Regions from separate parts of the Astyanax mexicanus genome. Here region 1 is linked to region 2. Evidence: chromatin contacts called from public Hi-C data. All regions are on one chromosome and are shown on one strand. Each heading gives the region's core, a stretch centred on a gene start, on an enhancer-like site or on the middle of the called end of the contact. The rest is flanking DNA. Distances are from core to core; before and after follow the strand shown. Region 1 holds the start of hivep2a (HIVEP zinc finger 2a). Region 2 overlaps hivep2a (HIVEP zinc finger 2a).

The links. A called contact is a pair of places that touch in the nucleus more often than the background predicts.
Region 1: a contact with region 2 is called in a Hi-C map of muscle, with 3 times the contacts expected there. The contact joins the promoter of hivep2a here to the enhancer-like site in region 2. A contact is called at or near these places in 2 of 3 Hi-C or Micro-C datasets (both in muscle).

Annotation. Positions count from the first base shown.
Region 1 is chr1:57,406,874-57,414,265 of AstMex3_surface, forward strand. hivep2a (HIVEP zinc finger 2a) reads right to left here and starts at 5,558. Exons shown (of 7, transcript XM_022666167.2): 1 at 5,165-5,558.
Region 2 is chr1:57,357,666-57,364,652 of AstMex3_surface, forward strand. All of the region lies in intron 1 of hivep2a (HIVEP zinc finger 2a), which reads right to left. Among protein-coding and RNA genes, the nearest start is that of LOC103023058, 49 kb to the left of the region's middle. Within about 2 kb of position 5,341, the one cell type or tissue checked has an H3K27ac peak away from gene starts, as active enhancers do.

The DNA.
Region 1 (7,392 bases), core at 4,308-6,807, 49 kb after region 2:
CACTGGTTTCAAATGTGACAGGAGTGTACATTTTGTCTTCTGTGTATGAGCAATGCAACTGCACTGGGGGTCAGAAGGCCAATTAACACAAGGCCTATTTATGCTCAATTTAGTACTGTCTAATCTTTGTGCTCAGTAATGTTACTATGATTAGACCACTAGATCCACTAGGGGTTTAGCAAATCATCAAAACATTGTGATACTGCAGTGCATTAACATGGCAATGTGCCATCTGGAGAATCAATGCCAAGGCCTCTTAGTTTTATGTTAGTCACTGTGATTGATTACAGCTGGTAATTTCTCTGTGCCCACATAAGAAGGGTATGTTTGACTACACTTATTGAATTGACAATCCCACAGAATGGTGTGACAATACAGTTTTCATGGTATGAGGAAGTGGCCCCTAGCCTGAAATTCACCTCTAAGCTCATGTACAGTTTGCAGCTGACCACATAAACAAAGACAATTCCTTCTGGAGGAAAACTGCATGGTTAAATGAGATGAACACCAATTACAGGTTTGGCCACAACAAAAAAGGAACACTCATAGGAGTACAGTTGACGCACATCATTTCAAATAACACAGTTCTACTGCCTCCACTGCTCCACAGCTCAAAGCTGGTGTTAAGTATGGTGCCAATGGGATCATGTTTATCTGCTCATAGATAGTCCTATTCTATTACCAATACTTCTATACAGGGACTAGACAAGCTGTGAATGTGCATTTGCACGTCTGGGTCAGCAATTTGTGCAACTTCAACAGCTAAGTGCATGAATTAGAAAGAATATCCACAAACATTTTTACATAAAGAGAATGTAAACTGTATATGTAGAATGTTTGAATTGTTAACGCAAAAGTATCTTGATGCATCCTTGACAGCAAAGCTCTGACAAAATTTAGTGTCACTGTCAAAGCATACATAATAGCCGAAAGACCACACTGTCCACTCCTGTCATGGCTTCTAGCAGCCTTGTGTATCAGAGCACTGCTAAATACAATACTTGCAGAGAATGTGGGAAGGAGCTAGCAATGCCAGATTTAAGTTTATTTTTACATTTAAATTACACATTAAATTAAATAAACCATCCAGCATCACCTATTGCACTTGGTATCAGGTTACTACCTCTTCATACACTGTCTGTTTGCAAGCTAAAACATATGAGCTGTACAAGGTAGGATAGTAATGTTTGCTAAGCTAACTTCTACCTAGCACCTGATTGTTTACCAGAACTATGCCTTCCTTTCTCTGTGTAAATTTCACTCACACGTATTTGCAAGTGTATTTTGTGTCTTGATATAGCTTTAGATTAATGTAGCATTGTCAAAAGTCTGTGCAGTGCATTGTGGAGCGTGTCAATGTTACATTGTTACAGTGTTACATTGTGAATGTTCTTTTCAATGGATCTTTTCAACATCTACCTTTATCTCTTCTCCCCTCTGCCTGTGTATTTTATACGCTCTCTGCAGAGATCTGTAATAGTGATTTCATGATTATTTCAATTGTGAAGCATCGGCAGCATAATTTAGCAGAGACAGGATAGCACTGCAAAATGTATGTAGCCAAGACACTTTGTTGGTATGTGTACTGGGACATGTTCAGTGCTAAATACATATTTTAAATAGCAGCTTTCTTTAAAAAGCAAGACAAAAATATGTACAGGCAAAAAACTCTGTATTTGATATCCAGCCAAATGTTTCATTTTGTTGGATTTCAAATATAAACTAGAAAAGGTAAAGTTCGTGAACGAACTTTAAGTTGGCTTGGAAAAGAACGCTAATAACGTTAAAAAGTTAAAATGGTTGCTAAGCTTTTTCTGTCTGAAGAGTGTGAAGAGTCATTGATATGCTGTTAACGCTAAATGCTAAAAACGCTGACATCTAAAAACATTTGGTTAAACGCTGAAATCTAAAAACATTTGGTTAAACGCTGAAATCTAAAAATGTTTGATTAAACGCTGAAATCTAAAAACGTTTGGTTAAACGATGAAATCTAAAAACATTTGGTTAAACGCTGAAATCTAAAAACGTTTGATTAAACGCTGACATCTAAAAACGTTTGGTTAAACGCTGAAATCTAAAAACGCTTGTTTAAATGCTGAAATCGTAAAACTTTTGGTTAAACTTTTGATTGCTAATGTGTTGCTAGGCGGTTGCTATCATTTCTGAAAAGGTTGCTAAGCTGTTGCTAGGCAATTGCTAATGTTTTCCAGGTGGTTGCTAAGCTGTTGCTAACTGGTTGCTAGGCAATTGCTAACATATAACAGGTGGTTGCTAAGGTGTTGCTAGGTGGTTGCTAAGGTGTTGCTAGGTTGTTGCTATCATTTCTAAAGTGGTTGCTAAGTGGTTGCTAGGCAGTTGCTATTGTTTTCCTAGTGGTTGTTAAGGTGTTGCTAAGTGGTTGCTAGGCAGTTGCTATCATTTCTAAAGTCGTTGCTAAGTGGTTGCTAGGCAGTTGCTATCGTTTTCCTAGTGGTTGTTAAGGTGTTGCTAAGTGGTTGCTAGGCAGTTGCTATCATTTCTAAAGTGGTTGCTAGGCAGTTGCTAACGTTTTCCCAATGGTTGTTAAGGTGTTGCTAAGTGGTTGCTAGGCAGTTGCTTTCGTTTCTAAAGTGGTTGCTAAGTGGTTGCTAGGCAGTTGCTAACGTTTTCCAGGTGGTTGCTAAGTGGTTGCTAGGCAGTTGCTAACGTTTTCCAGGTGGTTGCTAGGCAGTTGCTAAGTGGTTGCTAGGCAGTTGCTAACGTTTTCCAAGTGGTTGCTAGGCAGTTGCTAAGTGGTTGCTAGGCAGTTGCTAACGTTTTCCAGGTGGTTGCTAAGTGGTTGCTAGGCAGTTGCTAACGTTTTCCAGGTGGTTGCTAGGCAGTTGCTAAGTTGTTGCTAGGCAGTTGCTAACGTTTTCCAGGTGGTTGCTAAGTGGTTGCTAGGCAGTTGCTAACGTATTCCAGGTGGTTGCTAGGCAGTTGCTAAGTGGTTGCTAGGCAGTTGCTAACGTTTTCCAGGTGGTTGCTCAGTGGTTGCTAGGCAGTTGCTAACGTTTTCCAGGTGGTTGCTAAGTGGTTGCTAGGCAGTTGCTAACGTATTCCAGGTGGTTGCTAGGCAGTTGCTAAGTGGTTGCTAGGCAGTTGCTAACGTTTTCCAAGTGGTTGCTAGGCAGTTGCTAAGTGGTTGCTAGGCAGTTGCTAACGTTTTCCAGGTGGTTGCTAAGTGGTTGCTAGGCAGTTGCTAACGTTTTCCAGGTGGTTGCTAGGCAGTTGCTAAGTGGTTGCTAGGCAGTTGCTAACGTTTTCCAAGTGGTTACTAGGCAGTTGCTAAGTGGTTGCTAGGCAGTTGCTAACGTTTTCCAGGTGGTTGCTAAGTGGTTGCTAGGCAGTTGCTAACATTTTCCAGGTGGTTGCTAGGCAGTTGCTAAGTTGTTGCTAGGCAGTTGCTAAGTGGTTGCTAGGCAGTTGCTAACGTTTTCCAGGTGGTTGCTCAGTGGTTGCTAGGCAGTTGCTAACGTTTTCCAGGTGGTTGCTAAGTGGTTGCTAGGCAGTTGCTAACGTATTCCAGGTGGTTGCTAGGCAGTTGCTAAGTGGTTGCTAGGCAGTTGCTAAGTGGTTGCTAGGCAGTTGCTAACGTTTTCCAGGTGGTTGCTAAGTGGTTGCTAACTGGTTGCTAGGCAGTTGCTATCATTTCTAAAGTGGTTGCTAAGTGGTTGCTAGGCAGTTGCTAACGTTTTCCTAGTGGTTGCTAAGGTGTTGCTAAGTGGTTGCTAGGCAGTTGCTAACGTTTTCCAGGTGGTTGCTAAGGTGGTTGCTAAGCAGTTATTAGGTGGTTGCTAAGCCCTGGCTGGGGTGCCGGGGTGTCCAAACTTTTCACTGATAGCTGCTCCATACAGCAGCTCCTCCATACACTCACAGTACTGGAGGAGCAGGGGAGAGAAGGGGTTCCGTGCGCAGAGCTGCTCGTGTGTGAGTTAGAACTCTGGGCCCCCCATTCATTTCTATGGGAAAACTTCGTACGACATTTGTACGAAAACCGTACGACATATCGTCAAAACGTTAAAATTTTCGGAAAGAACATGGTAAGTTCTATAGACCGTCCGATTTTTGTCTTTGTATGTCAAAAATTGTTACCTACACAGTCGTTCAAAGTTGTCCCCCATTCATTTCCTATGGGAAAAAAAAGCGTACGTTTACGAAGTTTTTACGAAAACCGTACGATGTATCGCTTAAAAAAGCACAAGCAACCTATTCGGGTATAGGTCCTACGATACTGCAAAATTTCGTGGTTCTACGTCAAAAGCCCTAGGAGGAGATAGTGATTAAATTTTGCGAATAGAATAATAATAATAAGAAGAATAAGATTACGAAGAACAGTAAGTTGGCTTTTCCAAGCCAACTTAAAAATATTTTTTTTTCACAACAGAGAGCGTAAGGAGCTGAGGAAGAGGCCCATATACACAGACTGTGAGTGTGTGGAGGCTTCGGTGCACTGTCAGTGTTGAATCAGTCAGATCCTGGGTGAAATAACAGTTAGATTACCTGATTATCAGGGTAATTAGACGGTGACAGCCCGAGTGTGACGGGCTTAAACAGCAGCCATGCTTGTGCTCTCTGTGTGTCCCTGACTGAGAGGAAAAAACGCCATGTTCTCGTTGAGAAAACACAACCAGTTCTGCTGGTTCAGATCACATCCGCGAGCAGCCGACCCGCAGCGACGACGCCGAGTCACGAGCCTCCCTGCGCTGGGCCCCCCTCACTGACGGCTAACACGTCATGGAACATTCCCGGAACGAGCCAATGTCCCACCCACCTTCTCCCTGGCGCGCGCGCACACACACACACACACACACACACTATACACCATACACTATACACACACCTACAGCAGACAGACAGTGGTGTGTGTATAAGTGTAGCTACCTGGACACATCTTGAGATCACCAACAGGGTACAGTCAATCACAGCTATAAATGAAGGAAATGGAACACATCACTCTCTCTCTCCGCATCGCTTGTGTAAAGTCCTCAGGATGTTACGCAACATTCCCTATCTGCATGCAGGCGGCCGGGTATTCCCCACATATCCCAATAAGCCCAGCACTCAGCACCCCCCCCCCCCCTCCCCCCCACCCCCCCATGCAGCCCCGCCGCTGGAGCAGCGCAGCGGCCGCGGCGGTTCTTACCGTGGCGCTTTAGACATCCGAGCGGGTCCGGTAACATCCGCGCGCCCGCATCTGCCTCTCTCCCCTCCGCCGCGGCTCGAGCCCAGCCCGCTGACAGGACGTGAATCTCGCGCAGGCGGTGGCTAAAGTCAAACCCAGCCGAGCAGACAGACAGAAAGACTGACTGACAGACAGTCAGTCGCTGTTGGAGCACTGACGGGGGGCTGGCTTCGCTGCACGTATAGGTGTGTGTGAGGGGGGGTTAATTAACTACAGCTAGTTCAGTGTCTCTCCTGCTCCGCTCGATCCTGCCGGAGGACGCAGAAGCACGAGAGGAGAAGGAGCTCGCGATAGAGCCGCGCGAGAGGAGGAGGAGGGCGGGAGGTGTGTGTGTGTGTGTGTGTGTGTGTAAGGGAGGGAGGACAAACGGGGTTATTCCTAGCGCAGTTTCCCAGAATAGAAAAGCAGCTCGAGAGAGAGAGGCATGGGGGGGGGGGGGGGGTGCAAGGCGAGTGGATGAGCGTGTGTTTGGCCCGTGACGTCATCGGATCCCCCAGCGCGTGCCAGAGTGAGGCTGAACTCACCCGCTGGGCGAGCGGAGGAGGAGGAGGGGGAGCCTGTGTGGGAGGGGGAGGAGGAGGAGGAGGAGGTAGACTCGGCCTTTGGTCACCTACAGCAGAGAGGCCGGTTGGTGGAAGGGAACTCCCTGGCCCGAGCTCACGCCAAGCCGAAGTCACGTGGGGTGGGAGCGCTGTTTTGAACTCCACTGTGAACTGTGTCGCAGTGACAGCTCGCTGTCCTGTCCTCCCTTAAACCCAAACAGTGAAGACCCAAAGACCCCCTCCCTTCCTCTCTCTCTCACCAGCACTGATCCTGCTCCTCCTACACCCTTCATGCTTTCACCCCAGTCTCCGATCAGTGCTGCGTGATCCAGATAGGTTACCACATTTTCTGTCTACAGGTGAGCCAGAGGTTTTCAGAGGGAGAGGGTTAGGAGCTGTGGTTCTGCTAAGTCAAGGCTTTAGCTAAAGTGAGATGCTTTTCTCGGCTGCTACAAAGAAGGTTGTTGCAGCCTGTGTTCAGAGTGTTGAGGAGAATGCAACTGATGTATCCTTCGCAGCCCTCCATTACGCACAGTTTACTGTGCATGTACAACATAAAAGGAAGAAAGAAAAAGTGTGTTTTAAAATGTTTTATGAATTGTTTTTAAGAAATTAAAAGCACACAAGTTTCACAGTTCAGTGTTGTCACGTGACATGATCACCAATCCTTGTTAGACTGTTCCACGTGCACTGGTAGACTCAAGGGGCATCCCATGGTTCCCATATGGTCGAAAAAGCATGGCTAAAGAGCCCTCCAGAGCAAAGATGTAAAAAAGTATTTACATTCATTACTCAGGTAGAAGTAAAGATACTAGAGTTTAAATCGCATACAAGGTGATGACAGAACTGCTCCTTCCTACCTGCACTGATTACTCCTGAAGGCTTACGTTACCTCCCAGCCGCTGCGCTCCTCCAATGAACGTGGCCTCGCTTTACCAAACATTCACACAAAGCAATCCAGACTGTTCTCATACAGAGTTCCCCAATGAGAGCACTTACTCTCCTAACACTTCTAACAAACTACCTTCCACTACCAGATCAGAAGAATCTCTCACTATCTTTAAGAAACTTCTGAAGACAGAGCTCTTCAAAGAGCACTTACTCTCTTAACACCTCTAACACACTAACTACTACATTTCCTTCTTCCCCTCCTTTACTCCTCTATTCCATTATTCCCTTTGACCTCCTTTAAGCCCTATCTAAAGATTACCTTAGACTTCTATTATTTTTGTACTTCACTATTGTAAGTCGCTTTGGCCAAAAGCGTCTGCCAAATGTAATGTAATGTAAATTACCTCTGTAGTAGTAGATGAAGTATTAACTCAAGCTTTTTACTCATGCAAAAGTGTAAAAGTACTGATTTCAAAACTACTTAAAGTATAAAAGTATAAGTAATGTAAAGTGGAAAAAATGCCATTAAGGACAAAAGCTTAGGCCATGACACAGGTGCCTATAATGCACTAGCTCCCCATGTTTTAATTCTGTTAATTATTCATGGGTGTGTTTTGGGGGTAACATGAAAAAAAAGAAACTATTTGATCAATAAAATAAATAAAATTAATAAAGAATTATATAGAATATAAACTCATTAAAAAAACTCATTTAAAACAATCACAGGCTTTCTGATAATAAAACTTTCAGTTTTAG
Region 2 (6,987 bases), core at 4,091-6,590:
CTCAGGTGGAGTTAAAATGATTTTACTGTATATTCTGCCTGAAGCTGAACAAGGGTCAGTCTTGGCCTCTTTTGATTTTCAGACACTGAGATGTAAACAGTGATAACTGACCCGCTATTTTTTATTGAAAGGAATATTGTGGTTCTGGCTTTGTAGGTCAAATGCCTTACTACGAATACTAATTCATAAATTCAATGTCTATGATTCAATTCTGTTAAAGCTGCAAAAGTATCATGAAAGGGCTTTACCAGAAATAACAGCATTCTGTTACACCATAATGTTATAGAATGTTACAGAAGCCCCAATCACATTTCACCTAAACTGTGAGGTTGTAAACAGTTTTTTTTTTTTTTTTAAAGATATGTATCGAATAATGTTCAGTATTAAGACACTTCATATAAGATCAGGGCACCAAAAAATGTTTGTTAAATTAAATATTTTGTGGTCCTCTGGTACAGAATCATATGCAGTGTTGGGAGTAACGGCGTTAAAACTAACGGCGTTACTAACGCCGTTACTTTTTTTCAGTAACGAGTAATCTAACTAATTACTATGACTGTAACTATAACGCCGTTACCATTTCCGACACCCCGTTACTGCACGTTACTTTAGCCGCTCTATGAACTTTTTTTTTTTACTTCGCTTTGCCCTGGTTAACCCCTCCTCTGTCCGGTGAACTTGAGCTTCTGGCCGCTGTGCCTGTGGTTTGGCGTGGTGAAGTGAGGCACAATTGTGACTATTTGCATGCTCTAATTAATTCAGTGATTGCCGTGGACAGCCCAAGTAGAGCTTAGATCGGGCCCAAAAAATCCGACCCGACCCAGCCCGAGCCCGTGCACGTTCTGCCCAAGCCCTATACCAACCCAAACCATAAACTGTCATTATGAGCCCGAGCCGATCCGCCCCATAAACTGTCTGTTTTCGGGCTGATTGAATGAGCGAAATATAATCAGAATTATGTTAATTTACACTGTAACATAAAAGCATAGAACTATTATTTAATTTAAATGATTTTTAAGAACAGCTACACACAATGCTGCAAGTCAAACGCGGAGGTGTTGACGTGCGCCCAGAGCTAGTCAGGTCGGGTTCGGGCAGAGAATCTAAGCTCTAAGCCCAAGTTCCGAATTAAGGACGTTAAGCTCTTTTTAGCTGCTCCGGTTTTTGTGGTGCTGCTGCTTTCTCCCTTTTGGTGAAGCTGTTATATTAATACCATTTTAACGGGCATTAAATTGTTGTTTTTGTCCATTATTTTGTTTTGTTTATACATACATATTTCTTTTGAGTGTGGCTTGGTTTGTTTAATTTCATCCACAGACGCGTTTTTACGCTTTTTTCAGTATTACAAGTTTTAGTAATTTTCTTTGGTTGTGTGGAGAATTTCGTTTAATTTTTTTGAAATTCGTTAGATTATATTTTTGTCAACATTTTGGGTTTATTTTCGTTTGTTATTTTTCTAATAATAATAGTAAATGCATAATTGATTTCCTTTTTTTTTGACGGGCGAATAATAAAAAGTAACGCATAGTTACTTTTACTGGTAACTAATTACTTTTATAGTGGAGTAACTCCGTTAGTAACTCGGTTACTTTTTTGGAGAAGTAACGAGTAACTATAACTAATTACTTTTTCAAAGTAACGCGCCCAACACTGATCATATCAAATGAATATTTTTGTCCTTTTGACTGTGATATTTCACCTCCAGTTAGTACCGGTCAGGAAGACACAGTGGCCAATCAGGACTGTTTATTGAGTCATGGGATTGCTTGACCTTCATGTCTCTGACATTCTGGACCTTGTGCCATTTCTCACAACACTACTGTAGCTTAATGCACCAATCAGGAAGCACAGTGGGACAATCCTGCAAATACATGGAATGGGAAAGGCTGTTACATAACCTGCTGGAATCCCTCTTGCTAGTTTTTGTTTTTCTACTGCGGGGACCTCCTTTTAGAGGGAGTGGCTAGGTGTCACTGGGTTGCACTGCTGAGCTCCTTTGTGGGTGACAGCATGTGTGTCTGTGTGTGTGTGTCCACGGATGTGTGCAACCTTTTTGACAGCTCTTACGTAACTGCAGCAGCTGCTGCACCAAATAACAGGGGTGTGTACAGTCCACTGGGAGTCTGTGTGTGTGTGTGTGTGGTAATTTGCATTTGTACATGAAAATTTTCAGGACAAACACATTGGGAATTAAATGCAGAAAAACTGTTATGAACTGTGCTTAGTGTTAGGATCATATTTTATGTATAGACTTTTTTTATTTTGTTTTTATCATTATTGTTAAAAAATAGATAACCTATAGATATCTTAACATCCTGTACTGAGAGCACATTATATTGCATATTTCAGGTTTATTTTTTATCATTATGTTAAATTCAGCAAATACCTAGAATTCAATTCTAGCAGTTTTTCAAAACCAGTAGTTTTTGTGGTCAGTAATTATGTATTATGAAATATGACTGTAAATATGACCTTAAGTCCTGACAATATACAAAAACAAACGTGTGTGTGTCTGTGAGTCGGAGGGGTGGAGAGGTACACTGGGTTCTCTGTGAGGCTGAGGTCACTTCTGACCTCCACTGCAAACAAGCCCTCATCATCTGAGCCCTGAGCATGCGTGCCAACATGAGCAGTCATGAATGATGTGTGTGTGTGTGTGTGTGTGTGTGTGCGTGTGTGTGTGAGATTTTCCACTGCCATGCCTGTTCCTATTTGCGCCTGTACATGCCCATGTTCGTAAACACACGTTGGGCTATTTGCACTTGCCGTATAGCTGTCCCTCGAGAGGAACAGGAGAGGGGGCTCAGGGAGTAAATAAATCAACAAATAAACAAACCGCATAATCAGGTCTGCCAGTCTGAGGAGGTGAAGGCAGGAAAATATTTTTCACAGGCTTTGTCTGCTATCTGGCTGCGGAGATTGGAAGTGTTATTAATAGGGAAAACTGCAGCACCATAAAAAGACAGAGGAGGAAAAATGTAATTTGGACAAATGTCACCGATTTCTCCAGCCCTTAACAACCATCAGGTCATAAGTCACTGCCAAAGATCAATGAATGTTCTGTCTCATAGCAATTTAACCCTAAGTATACAGCATCTAAAATTCCAAAACACTGTCTTTAAGGCAGAAGCACGGTGTCTCTCAGTGTACCTTAGCAATCCGCTACTGCTGCATAAAAGTAAACACATAAAATGTACAGTATGTGACATCAATATCAAATTCACACTGATAATGGTAGTCGATCCAAAGACAAATTCTAATAACCTGCTACTAAAGCTCACATTACTGACAAACTCACACATTTAAACTGGAAATCTGCGAGTTTTGGAGACAAATTTGGAGATGATGTTGCTCCATATACAGTAAATTTATTATCAACTGATCGGCTTCTTCTTACATTCATTTTGTAACAAGCTGAAAAAAGACTAGTTATCACTTGCCAATATAGAATGTGAACACTAGCAAAATAAGATCATTAGACAATGAATTATATAGTATATCTATATAAGGGTTAACCTGAACACCAGCAGTTATTCTTGAATCCAGCTTCCTGTACGTCATCTGTCTCACAAATGAAGACCGAACAATGACCTTGTGACAGAGCTGCAGCTGAAGCAAATACTCTGCTGTAATTATGGAGTTTTTTGAGTTTAAAATAGAAAGGATCAAGAAAAAAGTTCCAAAAAAAGAAAATGGATCAGATTGCCTCTTTAATACAACAAAAGCTGATCCTGCTTTGGCCTAGATTAGTCTTCTATTGTGTAGTTTTCATTCAGAAGCAATTTGTGACAAACAACAACGTCACACCTCAGAATCTGCCCAGGAATGTATGACATAGACGCCACACATTCTGAGTGGGCTAATGAGGAATATTATTACTATTATTACTACTGTTCCACATCATTCAGAACAGATTTCCTGTGTGCAGTGTGAGCTGAGTGTGGCTAATTTCTTCAAGTCTTAGAGCAGATTACAGCATTGCAGAGGCATAAATGCGCATCACTTCTGCATGTCTATGACAATACTTAAAACAATGATGAACACAAGGGCCAAATATATCATTAGCTGCCAAACAGTTTGTTGCTGTTTCCAATGACACATCAGATCAATCAATCAACAGCCCCTTTATTAGTCTGTTACTGGATAAACACATATCCCTTAACCACCATTTAATTACCTTTAATATGGTTCACACAATATGAAGATATGGGACCAGATATATACTCCATATGTGTTATAGCTATACAGCACTTGTTTACATGCTAATACACATTTTAGCAGCTAAAATACCTAGTGGTTCTTATTGTTTCTGGAAGGTAGTTGTCATCTTTTGAGCTATTAGAAGTACATCTGTTTGATTTCAGCCTATAGCCAACACACATTTTTTTAACTTCACAAGCAGCAGAACTTTTTTTTAAAGAAGCACAGATTTGTCAAAATAATTCAGAGTGGGCTTCTTTAAAGACAGGTGTAGGAATGGTTAAAGACATCAACATAACCATAATAAGAACTTACTGTATTAATATTATCAGTATCTCTAGCAAAAAAAGTACACACACTTATAGTAGCATGGTGAATATATTTTTCTCAGGTGCTGTTGCATTGTACTGTACAGAATATGTACTGTGAACTACAGCTCTGGAAAAAAATAAGAGACCACTCAATGATGATTTTTGTCCTCGATTTTACCATATTGAAACCCTTTATAATTAAGAGGAAGATGGATGATCACATCCATCAAACCAAGCTGAACTTCTTGAATTTGTGCACCAGGAGTGGCATAAACTTGCAGTGTGTAAGACTGGTGGAGGAGAACATGCCAAAGTGCATGAAAACTGTAATTCAAAAACAGGGTTATTCCACCAAATATTGATTTCTGAATGCTCTAAATGATAATATTTTTATTTGGAATTTGGGATATATGTTGTCAGTAATTTATAGAATAAAACAACTATGTTCATTTTACTCAAATAAATAGCAAAATCAAAGAAACTGAATCAGAAACTGAGGTGATCTCTTCATTTTTTTTCCAGAACTGTATTATGTAATAGTAAGAACTGTCCATGTCCTTCCCTAAATATAACTCTTACCCTGACCACAATGCCTCAAAACATTTTTACAGTTATCAGGGCTTATTGTCTCCCCACACGCCCCACATACACATCACACAAAAGAAAACACATTCATCATAAAGTCTTGCATCGGCAGCTGAAAATCAACACTGCTGGCCTTTTTTAGGGGCACAGTGGGTAAATGCATTCTAGCACACTTTTTTATGTTGCTATTAACATGGCCACAAAGGGGCCACGTTGGGCCGTTTGGGCACGAAGAGGCCCTCCATCCCGGAATGCAGCGGCCCTTCAGCAAAAGGCCTCCAGGCCGGCCTGGCTGTAGGAGTTTCCAAGCATTCATATAAAATTGATAATGGGATGTGTACGCAGCAGGAATGGAAAAATTGGAGGTGCCTTACGAGGTCTCCACATTCCTACCTCCCTCCTGGAGCAGGCACGCATGCCCTACATCTGCTCCAGCTCTGGGAGGTGTGTGTTTGTGTGTGTGCGCGCGTTAGGGATATGGAACACTTTTATATGCCTTGTATACTCTCAAGGTTACTTCACAAGCAGACTGCTGATGTTTTCCCAGCATATACTCCAGAGTTCAGAGTTCAGAGTAACACAGACATCAGGGAGGAACTGACTGGATTATAGCGAATCCACATGACTTTCTGTTTACCTTCTTTTAGGTATAATTATGTTGATGTAATACATATTATTCCTTATTTAAATAATGGTTGCTGGACATTGATCCAAAGTTACATTAAGATCTTATGGTACAACCTGTGCATATGTATACAGTACAGGTGTGTGTGTGTGTGTGTAGATATATGCTCCAACATACTCCCACTTTCTTCTGCTGTATACTACGCACCCATGTGTTTAACAAGCAACTTGTGCCACACTATAAAAAAATCATTCTCAACTACAGTGATTTAATCTTGTTTGTATGGAGTCTATCAATATGATGACTGGAGTTTATAAACTGAAGTTTATCACACTCATTGCTGTGTCTTTTTGCATGGTCTTATTTTGCTGTGACTTTGCTTCACACTTGCACAAAGGTGCTACAAAGGTTTTTTTGGACCACTGCCATACAAGAACAACTTTAAGTCACGTAAAATACCATGTATGCAAGTCATTGGGACCTTAAACATGATTTCAAGATGTTTTTGATTATTGTAACATCATGGATGAAACATGATTCTTTGGGAACTATGGCATCGCTTTAAGAACCTCATGTGACACCTTTATGTTTTAAAGAGTATGATGTGAATAGTTCTTGTCTCTGTAGAAGTGAGGTATAGCTGTGTTCTCTCCTGGTTCATGGTTGTTTCCTCTTCATTTTCTCATACTTTCAGATTTTCAGAATGTTTTTGTATTTCTTTTGCCAGTGTGTCTGGGATGTCAGACTGTGTTTAATAAACCAAAACTCCACATTTATTTCGAAGTTCTATTTGGCCTGATGTTACAGTCTCCTCCTCTGCCGAGGTGACTCTTCTAATTCCCCAAACCTGGCTGGCCTTGGCCGTTTCCACGGGTGATAAATGGCAACAGAAACCAAATAAAGATCTGGTTTCTCGCAGCAGCTGAATGGCTTCCTGCGTTGCCTTTGTTTGGCGCGCTGTTCGGGAGGCTGCAGACAGCAGACTCACTCTCTTTTTCTCTCTCACTGTCTCTCTCTCTTTGCTGGTCTCTCTGTGTGTCTCTCTCTCCCTCATCTCTGGTTTATTATCTCTGAAAAGGCAGACTGTGTGCCCTGCACTCACAGTGACCCTGCTGCATGTGGAGAGCAGCCATCTCTCACCCACTCTTTTAGACCTCAGCTCGAGCCTCGCGGCGGCTGAGGCTTTAAATACAATAGTAATTCAGAGTTTTTCGCTGTGGAGGTAAAGTAAGCACAGCTCTAATTCAGTCGCTCTTCCTTAGCTGT